2 separate regions of the Oryctolagus cuniculus genome follow, and region 2 is linked to region 1. Evidence: chromatin contacts called from public Hi-C data. All regions are on one chromosome and are shown on one strand. The core of a region is the stretch at or near the end of the contact, and the rest is flanking DNA. Distances in the headings are between cores, read along the strand shown. Region 1 has its middle 18 kb from the start of FXYD4. Region 2 has its middle 14 kb from the start of CSGALNACT2.

Region 1 (5,264 bases), core at 950-3,449:
TGCTTGGGCCCCTGCACCTGCATGGGAGACCCAGAAGAAGCTCCTGGCTCCTGGCTTCAGATTGGCTCAACTCTGGCTGTTGTGGCCATGTAGGGAGTGAACCAGCAGATGGAAGATCTCTTTGTCTCTCTGCCTCTCTGTCTGTAACTCTGTCTCTCAAATAAATAAATAAATACATAAAACTTAAAGAACCTCAGATCCTCCATCTGCTGGTTCGCTCCCCAAATGACAGCAACAGTCAGAGCTGGACCAGGCTGAGGCCAGGGGCTTCATCTTAGTCTCTCACTTGGGTGGCAGAGCCTAGCCACCTGGGCTATCTTCTGCTGCTTTCCCAGGAGCTTTAGCAAGGAGCTGGATAGGAAGTGGAGCAGCTGAGACTCGAACTGGTGCTCCTATGGGATGCTGGCTTCAAAGGCGGTGGCTTAACCCACTATGCCACAACACCAGCCCCAAGATTGAATTTTGAAGGGGAGAGTGACAGAGAGAGACAGAAAAAGAAAGAGAGGGAGCGAGAGGTTGGCTCACTCCCCAAATCTGTGGCTGGTCCCAGAGCTCCATCCAGAAAGGTAGAGTGTCAGAGAGACAACAGAGAGACAGTAACAGATCTTCCTCCTGCGGGTTCATTCCCCAAATACCTGCAACAGTTGGTTTCACAACAGTGGCTTAACTCACTGTGCCACACCCTAGGGTGTGTGTTGGCGGCTAAGGTAACCACTAGATATCAGGATGCCCGCATCCCACATCCTAGTGCCTGGGTTGGAGTCCTGACTGCTCCTGATCCAGCCAGCTTCCTGTTATTATGGACCCAGGGAAGCAGCAGGTGGTTGGGCCCCTGTCACATAGCAGAATCGGACTGAGTTCCCAACTCCTGTTTCAGCCCAGCCCAGTCCTACTGGGGAAGTGAACCCTCCGATGGGAGCTCTGGGTCTGCCTCTACACCTCCAGCATTGGTTGATGGGTGGGAGGATGCCGAGTGCTGGGGTGGAGAGGCCGCTTCTTAAAGGCAGTGACAGAAACAAGCCTTTAAAACATTCCAGAGCCACGCCTGTTGGTTGTAAATTTCTCTGTCATTTTTTTCCAGTTAAACTGATCTGATGAAGTCAAATACATACCCAGATTTTAGATTAGAGTGTAATTTATGAAAAAGGTTTCTTATCTTGCACCCCTGGCCCTCATTCCAAGAAACGTCTCTCCACCAAACTTCTTTATCTACATCTTTATCAAAATAAGTTAGTCGTAATGAGGTTAAGTATCTGGTAAGGAGAGCTCCTAGTGGTAGCAGCAGGATGGAAGAATGCTTTTATTGCTCCAGCGTTAGAATGGAAAGCCAGTGGTGGTTAGCAAGTCTGAGTGCTGTTTGTTAATGTAGGCTGCAATGATGGATGGCCTTAGTTTTCAGAAGTTTGTTCAGTTATTCGTTGAACCTGTGGCCCCTGGAATTCTGGATACAAATGCAATCTGAGCTTGACAAAGCCTTCCTTCTCCCTCGCCCCCAGCAACATTGTATAATCATTTGTTATTCTGCTTCACCAATAAACAATGGGAGCTAGTGTTACTAGTCCCCTTCAGTTGGGCTACAAATAGAATAACAAGTACTTCAAAGCAGTATTTACCAAACTAAAAAGACCTATTGAAGAAGCTGGAATTTAGTAAACAACAGGGAAAAAAATCCAATCAAGTTCAATTAAAAGCTGCTTCCTGCCCCCCCCCCCTTTCTGTAACATAACATTAAAATGACTGGTAATTTAATGTATAAATTCTTGGGAACTGTTCTTTGAATACAAGTTCTTCATAAGCTAGTAAAATATTAATATATCAACTCCCAGTGATCAGCACTGGAATTTTCCACGCTGAGGGTCTGGAGGCGGAGAACCAGTTTTTCCTTGAGGCACGGGTGGGGTTTGCTGTTTTTCTCTCCTTGTCGCCAGCGGTGGGGAGCAGGAATCTCCAGCGTTCTTGGGGCGCTAGGGCAGAGCGGGCTGCGTGGGTCTCGGCCCCTTTTGTGGAAGGCAGTCAGCAAGCTCTGGCTCTGGAGCTGGATGTGGTACAGCTGGGGCACCTGGCAGCGATGAGCCCAGCGTGTCCCTCAGAGTGGACAGCCGCCCCAGTGGGAGGGCAAGACCACAAGTGTCCCTCAGAGTGGACAGCCGCCCCAGTGGGAGGGCAAGACCGCAAGTGTCCTTCAGAGTGGACAGCCGCCCCAGCGGGAGGGCAGGACCCACGAGTGTCCCTCAGAGTGGACACCTGCCCCAGCAGGAGGGCAAGACCCATAAGTGGGAACTGAAGTGGGGGAGGGGGTTAGTGCTAAGACAAGAACACAGAGCTGTGAATGCAGGATTTTCCTTTTTTTCTTTCTTTTTTTTTTTTCTTTTTACAGGCAGAGTGGACAGTGTGAGAGAGGCAGAGAGAAAGGATTTTTCTTTTTAAAGATTTACTTATTTATTTGAAAGGCAGAGTTACAGAGAGGCAGAGGCAGGGAGAGGGAGAGAGGGGGAGAGAGAGAGAGAGAGAGAGAGAGAGAGAGAGAGAGAGAGAGAGAGAGGTCTTCCATCCACTGGTTCACTCCCCAAATGGCCACAATGGCTGGAGCCGTGCTGATTCAAAGCCAGGAGCCAGGAGCTTCTTCCAGGTCCCCCATGTGGGTGCAGAGACCCAAGGACTTGGGCCGTTCCCCACTGCCCTCCCAGGCCATAGCAAAGAGCTGAATTGGAAGTGGAACAGCCGGGACTGGAACCAGCACCCATATAAAATGCAGGCACTGCAGGCGGCGGCTTTAGCCTGCTACGCCTCAGTGCTGGCCCCTGAATATAGAAAATTTTGTCTGAAAGTCTATATTTAGAATGCTAGGAAGGCAAAACCAATTGCAAATTTGAAAGCACAAAGTAAAATTCCAAAGAGTCACATATTTCATTTTTAAATTTTTAAAGATTTATTTATTTTATTTGAAAAGCAGAGTTATAGAGGGGAGGGGAGACAGAAAGAGATATCTTCCAGCTGCTGGTTCACTCCCCAAATGGCCACAACAACCGGGGCTGGGCCAGGTGGAAGCCAGGAGCCAGGAACTCCAACTGGGTCTCCCACAGGGGTGCAGGGGCCCAAGCAATCGGGCCGTCTTCCACGGCTTTCCCAGGTGCATCAGCAGGGAGCTGGATCAGAAGTGGAGCAGCCGGGACTCAACCAGCGGTGCTTATTTGGGATGCTGGCATCACAGGCAGCGGCTTAACTCACTGCGCCACAACAGCAGCCCCACACATTCGAGGTTAATTGCTTGTCACGTAATTAATTTGAAAGGTAACAATTAGCTGTGAGTCGTGATCCCTGCTTCATAAGACAGTAGTGATTTAGAACAAGAGAATAATGTCTATGGAAACGTGGAAGATAAATGGGCTTCCCACGTGGCTTCACTTTTTATTTATTTAGTTTTAACTTTTTAAACTGATAGCTTAGGAATCAGCCTCACCATTTGTCATTGGGAATCTCTTGTAAAGGTTTTGAATGCTGTCAAATTCAGGAAAATCTCATCAAGTGTTTCTCCCACGTGCAGGTGTTTCTTGTCCTGTGCGGTGCCTGGTCCATGCTCAGTAACCACCTTGCTGTCCCCCAAGGCCTTGGAAGGGGCAGTTCTGGCCTGGGAAGGGGTCTGGGCATGGGGAGGAGAGCCAGGTGTGCGTGTGGGCAGGTGGAGGGGTGGCTCCCAGTGTGGGCAGGTGGCCTGGGTGTGTGAGGAGACTGATGGGGAGGTAGGACATTGGGGGACTGGCAGTGAAAAGGACCCAGGGCATGGGGGAGGGTGCAGCTGTGGGTGGGGCTGGGCGTGGGAGGGGGCTTGGGTGTTGGGTGGCGGCTGCTGGGACGGACTCCAGAACCTGGGGGTGCTCTCGTGTGGCGAGGAGGGGGGAGCAGAACAGGGTGCAGAATATTGCAGAAGTGTTGCCACCATACTACTTTTAGTAGGAAAAAAAGGAAGCAGAAAAACGCCAAAACCACAAAGTAACTCGTCATTGGCAGAAGAAATCTCTCTGCTGCCATGAGCAAACCTTCCTGACATCTTTGGGGGGCAGAGCTTTTGTCAGGTAAGCAAGGTGCATGGGAGGAGACAGGTGCCACACCTGTCCACTGCTAGCAGTGCCAAGACAGAAACTTTTTTTTTTTTTTTAAGATTTATTTATTTGAAAGTCAGAGTTGCATAGAGAGAGAAGGAGAGGCAGAGGGAGGGGTCTTCCATCCGATGATTCACTCCCCCAACTGGCCACAACGGCTGGAGCTGCCCCCATCTGAAGCCAGGAACCAGGAGCTTCTTCTGGGTCTCCCATGCAGGTGCAGGGTCCCAAGCACTTGGGCCATCTTCTACTGCTTTCCTAGGCCATAGCAGAGAGCTGGATCAGAAGTGGAGCAGCCGGGACTTGAACTGGTGCCCATAAGGGATGCCGGCACTGCAGAGGGCAGCTTTAACCGCTTCACCACAGCACCGGCCTCAGAAACATGTTATAAAACAAGCTCACTGGGCAGGTGGGGTTGCCTCTGAGCCACAAGAAAGCTACCTTTCCACGTAAGGGTGGGCTTGCTCAGGTGCACCGCCTGCTGGCTGAGCGAGTCAGCTGGGGCCCTGTTGACATCACCGAGACTTTTCTGGAACGCAGCTGCTTTTGCAGGAGCAGGGGAGAGCTCCACTGGCGAAGGCGCTGGCGAAGCTTTATGGGTGGGGAGGGGGCTTGCGTGAGGCTTTGCAGCCGCTTGTTTGGGTAGCCTGGACTTGATGAAGAATGGGAGAGGGTTCTGAGGAAGCTGGATTCTGTGGACAGGGACGAAGAGGAAGGGCAGGAGCTGGCCAGGTGCAGAAGAGAGAGGAGGCCACTGGAAAGCCCATGGCTGGGTTTTCCTGTCTCAGGTCACCCCTGGTCTCTCACCACACTGAGACGCTCAGCCTTTGGGTGTGGAGTTACTGTGCCCATTTTCCGGAAGAGAAACTGAGGTTTGGGTCATTCAGTGATTTCCCTCAGCTCTTGGGTCTTCATTCCCCATGATGGTGCCATCAAAAATTCCACCTCCTCTACAGGGAACCAAGACACAGGCAGGCACCCCAGGTCAGCCAGCCAGACGGCGATGGGGCCAGAATGCAGATGCAGGTGGGCAGGTCCAGATGTCAGCCTCTAGGCAGGGCAGTGGTGTTTGTTGGAGACACCTGTACATGGCCTAGGGGTGAGGCGTGGGGTGAGGAGGATTAAAGGAGGAATCCACCTCGCCTCTCCCAGAGTCCCGGCTGA
Region 2 (5,297 bases), core at 2,322-4,821, 170 kb after region 1:
GTGTCTGTCTGTCTGTCTCCCTCTCTCTCTGCCTCTGCTTTTCAGAAAGAAAGATAAAATTTTTTTTTAATGTATATGTGAACGGTGTTTGGAGGCAGGGCCTTTGGAAGGTGATTGGATCAGACAAGGCCATGGGGGCTGGTGTGTAGCTCGTGATGGCATCGGTAGCTTTACAAGAGGAGAGAACCGAGCTCACAGGCGTGCTCTGTCTCTCCAAGTCACGATGCAGCAGGGAGGCCAAAGCCGCTACCAGCGCCATGCTCTCGGGCTTCTGACGTCAGAACTGGGAGCCACATGAACTTCTCTTTATGGATTACCCAGGCTCAAGTATTTTGTTATTGCAACAGAGAAGACCAAGGCTCATCCTAATGACATTCCTAGATTATCCCACATGGAAACCACTGCCCATCAATCTTACTGACTGCCGAGTAAACCCACCCATCATCAGGGACCCCTCCACCCCCCAACCCTGATGAAAGCTGAGAAATTCAAGCGTTGTCAAAGGAGACCATATTCTATTCTCCCTCCCCTCCCCTCCCCTTCCCTCCCCTCCCCTCTCCTCCCTTCTCCTTCCTCCCCTCTTTTCTCCTCTCCTTTCCATTTGAAAGGCAGAATTACACACACAAAGAATCTTCCATCCCTTGGTTCACTCTCTCAAATGGTCTTAATACCAGGGCTGGGCCAGACCAAAGCCAGCAGCCTAGAACTTCCTCTGATTCTCCCACTCGGGTGCGGGGGGGTCTAAACACTTGGGCCATCTTCTGCTGCTTTTCCAGGCACATTAGCAGGGAGCTGGATCGGAAGTGGCACAGCTAGGGCTTGAACTGGCGCTCCTATGGGATGCCAGTGTCCCGGGCAGAGGCTTAAACCTCGGCACCACTAAGCTGGCCCCTGCGTCCTCCTATTCCTGATGGTGGGGTTGCTATGAAGGTGGCTGGGCAATCCCTGAGCTGTGAAGAGCCTTCTCGGACCGGTCAGCAGGCAAGGCAATGACCAAGCATGGGGACTGAGACAGAGCATGCAAAGCGTGCCTGGCCAGGCCACGTATGATGCAAGGACTCTGACCACAGCCTCCGCAGTGGCCAGGACAGGAAGCCAAACCACAGCGTCCACAACAACTGGCCCAGGACGTCAGGGCTTGGTCAGGAACTGCCAGCTTCCTTGCTTCCTTTTTTTTTTTTTGCCCATTGCCAGCTCAGAACCAATCAGAGAAAGCCAAGTACGTTCCCCAAACTAATCACATAAGACACCTTGGTGCTAGCTACCCTCAGCGTCCACAGCCTCCCAAGCCAGCACTCCTAATGCCTTTCCATCTCCTCTCGAATCAGTTTTTTTTTACTATAAAGCTTTTCCATCCCTCTACCTGCCTTTTTTTAAAAAAAGATTTATTGATTTATTTATTTGGAAGTCAGAGTTACAGTGAGAGAGGGAGGGAGGGAGGGAAGGAGAGAGAGAAACAGAGAGGGAATCTTCCATATGCTGGTTCACTCCCCAAATGGCCACAATGACCAGGGCTGGGCCAGGCTGAAGCCAGGAGCCAGGAGCTTCTTCTGGTTCGCCCAAGCACTTGGACTATCCTCTGCTGCTTTCCCAGACACATTGTCAGGGAGCTGGATCGGAAGTGGAACAGCCGGGACTCGAACCACTGCCCATATGGGATGCCAGCGCTGCAGATGGTGACTTTACCTGCTACATCACGGCGTCAGCCCCGCCCTGCCTGCCTCTAAAGCCCTGCTAAAAGCCAGTGCTGTTGGCTGAATCTTCTGCTACAGCAACTTCAGAACAGTTTCTGCTTGTTCTCACGTGGATGGGCTCTGTTTATTTTTACAAAGTTGAAGACTTCAAGAAGTTCCCCTTACCCACGGTTTTAATTACCCACAGTCAACTGCAATCTGGAAATGTTAAATAAAAAATTCCAAAAATAAACATGTCATGAGTTCCCCCCCTGCCCCCCCGCAAGATGTGTTTATTTATTTGAAAGGCAGAGTGACAGAGAGAGAGGGAGAGACAGAGATCTTCCATCTGCTGGTTCACCCCTCAGTTGGCCACAATAGCCAGGGCACTCCATCTGGGTCGCCCACATGAGTGGCAGGAACCCAAGTGCATTAGCAGGAAGCTGGATCAGCAGCACAGGGTAGCAGGGACTTGAACCAGGCACTGCGACACGGGACACAGACGACCAAATCTGTAGCTTAACCTGCTGTGCCACAACACCTGCTCTGATTCCTACGTTTTATTTATTTATTTAAAAGTCAGAGTTACACAGAGAGGCAGAGAGAGAGAGAGAGAGAGAGAGGGAGGTCTTCCACCCACTGGTTCACTCCCCAAATGGCTGCAATGGCCGGAGCTGCGCCAATCCAAAGCCGGGAGCCAGGAGCTTCCTCTGGGTCTTCCATGCGGGTGCAGGGGCCCAAGGACTTGGTCCGTCTTCCACTGCTTTCCCAGGCCATAGCAGAGAGCTGGATCAGAAGAGGAGTAGGCGGGACTTGAACCGGCGCCCATATGGGATGCCAGCACTACAGGCAGCGGCTTTACCTGCTAAGTCATAGCACCAGCCCCAATTCTTAAGTTTTAAGTTGTGTGCCATTCTGAGCAGTGTGACCAACTCAGGACGTGAATCACATGTACACTGTATCCACAATGTATAAGCTACCCCCTTGAGAGCCACTGAGTAGTCATCTACAGGACTTGGCTCTGTGGTTTCAGGCATCCACACGTGGACTGGTGGATGAGAGCTCTGTCTGAAAGCCTCTTCATAAATACACAACCATTAGTTTCCATAATCTCACTTAGTCCCCCAGACCCTGGGAATCCAAGCAATGCAGCAGCTGTACCGTCTCAGGACCTGTGCCGGAATCTCTAGGAAAATTTCTGAGCTCCCTGAAGTTCTCCTAAGAAAGGCACAAAACACAGAGCAAGTCCCGAGTCCTTGGGGAGAGGCTTGTGGACACAGGCGGTGACACAGGCACTGCCTGGCTCCCCCCACCCTTCAGCCACCATCGCTTGCCTCAGGCAGCCTCATACCAGTCCCGCCCACGTCCCCAGAGACACCTTCTTTGGAGGTTAGGGGTGCGGGTGAGGAATGAGAGCCTTAACAAAGCCCTCAGATCTCCCTGGTACTGTTTACAGCCTTGGCAAAGATAGACACAGACTCAGACACTCACAATGAACTTCCTGTTTTTATTTAACAAATGGACAGTTTGCATGGCAAATACTGTGTATGAAATATCAATTGTTTCCTTTTCCAACAGCAAAACATGATCTTTTTTTTTTCTTTAAGCCCAGAATGTACTCTCCTTACCTTGCCTGTCGACACTTATTTTTAAACTTGAATTGCTAAGCATCATTTGCAAGGATGTGGGTTTGTGGTCTCTGCTGGGGTGGCCGGGGACTCCTGCAGCCACAGTGGCTGGGCGGGCCTTGGGCTGCGGGCTGTCTCCATGCTGCCTGGCCTGGTTCCCTGTGACAATGACGTCTCAGCAGCCACTGCTGCCAAGGCTCTTGGGCCTGGGCTGCAGCCCAGAGATCTTGGTTGGCCGTGTCCTGCCATTTAACACATCCCAGGAACAGCTGCAAGAGTATCTCGTCACTTGACACAGCACTCCAAACCACAGCTGCAAGGATGAACTGACTTATTCTGGGTGTGTGCAGTGTTTGTCCCCGTAACTCTGGGCGGGGCAGGAGGGGGGGGGGAGGGCAAAGTTACCCTCACAGGTGTCAGCAGTCACTTACCTGCCCAACTTGAAAAATGATCCACATCCAGGGGTGGCATTTTGGGCTCTCAAGCTAAGATGATCCAGCTCCCCAGAGTGGTAGAAGGCTCTGCAAAGTTCTGTCCCAGGCTGCCACCACCCAGACGGGACAGGGACACCCAAGCTCTGAGGGTTTCTTAGGTGTGCCTAGAACCACCCTCCAGTTGCAGAGGCAATAGAATATTCTGCATGTGAACAGGCACCGGAGTCAGAGAGAAGAAACGCTTCCTTTAGACTGGAGGAAATCTGCCTCGCCCTTCTGAATTTTCCTTTGTACATAAAGTATTCAAACAAGCCCTGCTCTTAAACATGGTCAACTGGATTCTCACCCAAATATTAGCTGGCTTCGTGGTGGCCAGGCCTCCTTTGTGGAGGTTGGCAGAAAATGTGTTGTTTCTGGGGGAAAAAAAAAGAGCAAAAACATAGGGCCAGCGCTGTGGTGCAGCGGGTTAAAGCCCTGGCCTGAAGTGCCGGCATCCCATATGGGCACCGGTTCCAGTCCTGGCTGCTCCTCTTCTGATCCAGCTCTCTGCTATGGCCTGGGAAAACAGTGGAAGATGGCCCAAGTGCTTGGGCCCCTGCACCCATGTGGGAGACCCAGAAGAAGCTCCTGGATCCTAGCTTTGGATTGGTGCAGCTCTGGCTGTTGCGGCCATCTGGGGAGTGAACCAGCAATGGAAGACCTCTCTCTGTTTCTACCTCTCTCTGTAATTCTGTCTTCCAAATAAATAAAAAATAAATCTCTAAAAATATACATAAATATTCCTAATGGAAGTTCTGTTCTTTAAAAAAAGGGGGGGCTCTTAGCACCAGTGTTTCGCATCCTGGGCTCCTATATACTCAGAGCTTAAGGCTGCAGCAGGTAACTGGCCCGAGATGTGAAACACAGTCAGCAGTGAGGAGCCGTTAGCAGCAGAAGTGTTGCCCAAACTACTGGGAAGCTGAACACACACCTTATCTCCAGCTTCTGCAGTCTGCAGAGCCATGAGTAGACACCAAGGGCCAGGGGTGGCCTCGCTGGCTGGTGATGCAAACACAAAAGCCCCTGTCCATGCGCCCAGGTGACATTCTGTCCCCTGGAAAGAAAACAGGTGCTCAGCATCCACTGCACTGTGGCCACACATCAGACTGGTGACGGTAACAACCAGTGTTTGCCAAGTGACCCGGCTGCTCCTTGCCAAGGACTACAGGAAGTATCACGCAATCTGACAAAGCCCAATGGGAAGGCATCCACAGCAGCAGTAAGTTAGGTTTCACAGCGACTCGGGGCAGAGCCTTCCTTTTTTTTTTTTTTTTTTAAGCTTTACTTATTTACCTTGAAAGGCAGAGTTGCAGGCAGAGGGAGGGAGAGAGGTCTTCCATCCGCTGATTCACCCCTCCAAATGGCTGCAACAGCCAGAGTGGGGTCTATCCAAAGCCAGGAGCCAGGAGCTTCTTCGGGGTCTGCCATGCGGGTGCAGGGGTCCAAGAACTTGGGCCACCTTCCTCTGCTTTCCCAGGCCATCATTAGGGAGCTGGATCAGAAGCGGAGCTGGATCAGGACTT

Evidence for each region. Hi-C and Micro-C count contacts between places; a contact is called where the count stands out from the background.
Region 2: a contact with region 1 is called in a Hi-C map of an unstated tissue, with 2.4 times the contacts expected there. The contact joins two enhancer-like sites. A contact is called at or near these places in 2 of 6 Hi-C or Micro-C datasets (ear pinna and an unstated tissue).

Annotation. Positions count from the first base shown.
Region 1 is chr15:85,145,787-85,151,050 of mOryCun1.1, forward strand. No RefSeq gene overlaps it. Among named protein-coding and RNA genes, the nearest start is that of FXYD4, 18 kb to the left of the region's middle. Within about 2 kb of position 2,200, at least 1 of the 8 cell types and tissues checked has an H3K27ac peak or open chromatin away from gene starts, as enhancers often do.
Region 2 is chr15:85,317,005-85,322,301 of mOryCun1.1, forward strand. No RefSeq gene overlaps it. Among named protein-coding and RNA genes, the nearest start is that of CSGALNACT2, 14 kb to the left of the region's middle. Within about 2 kb of position 3,572, at least 5 of the 8 cell types and tissues checked have an H3K27ac peak or open chromatin away from gene starts, as enhancers often do.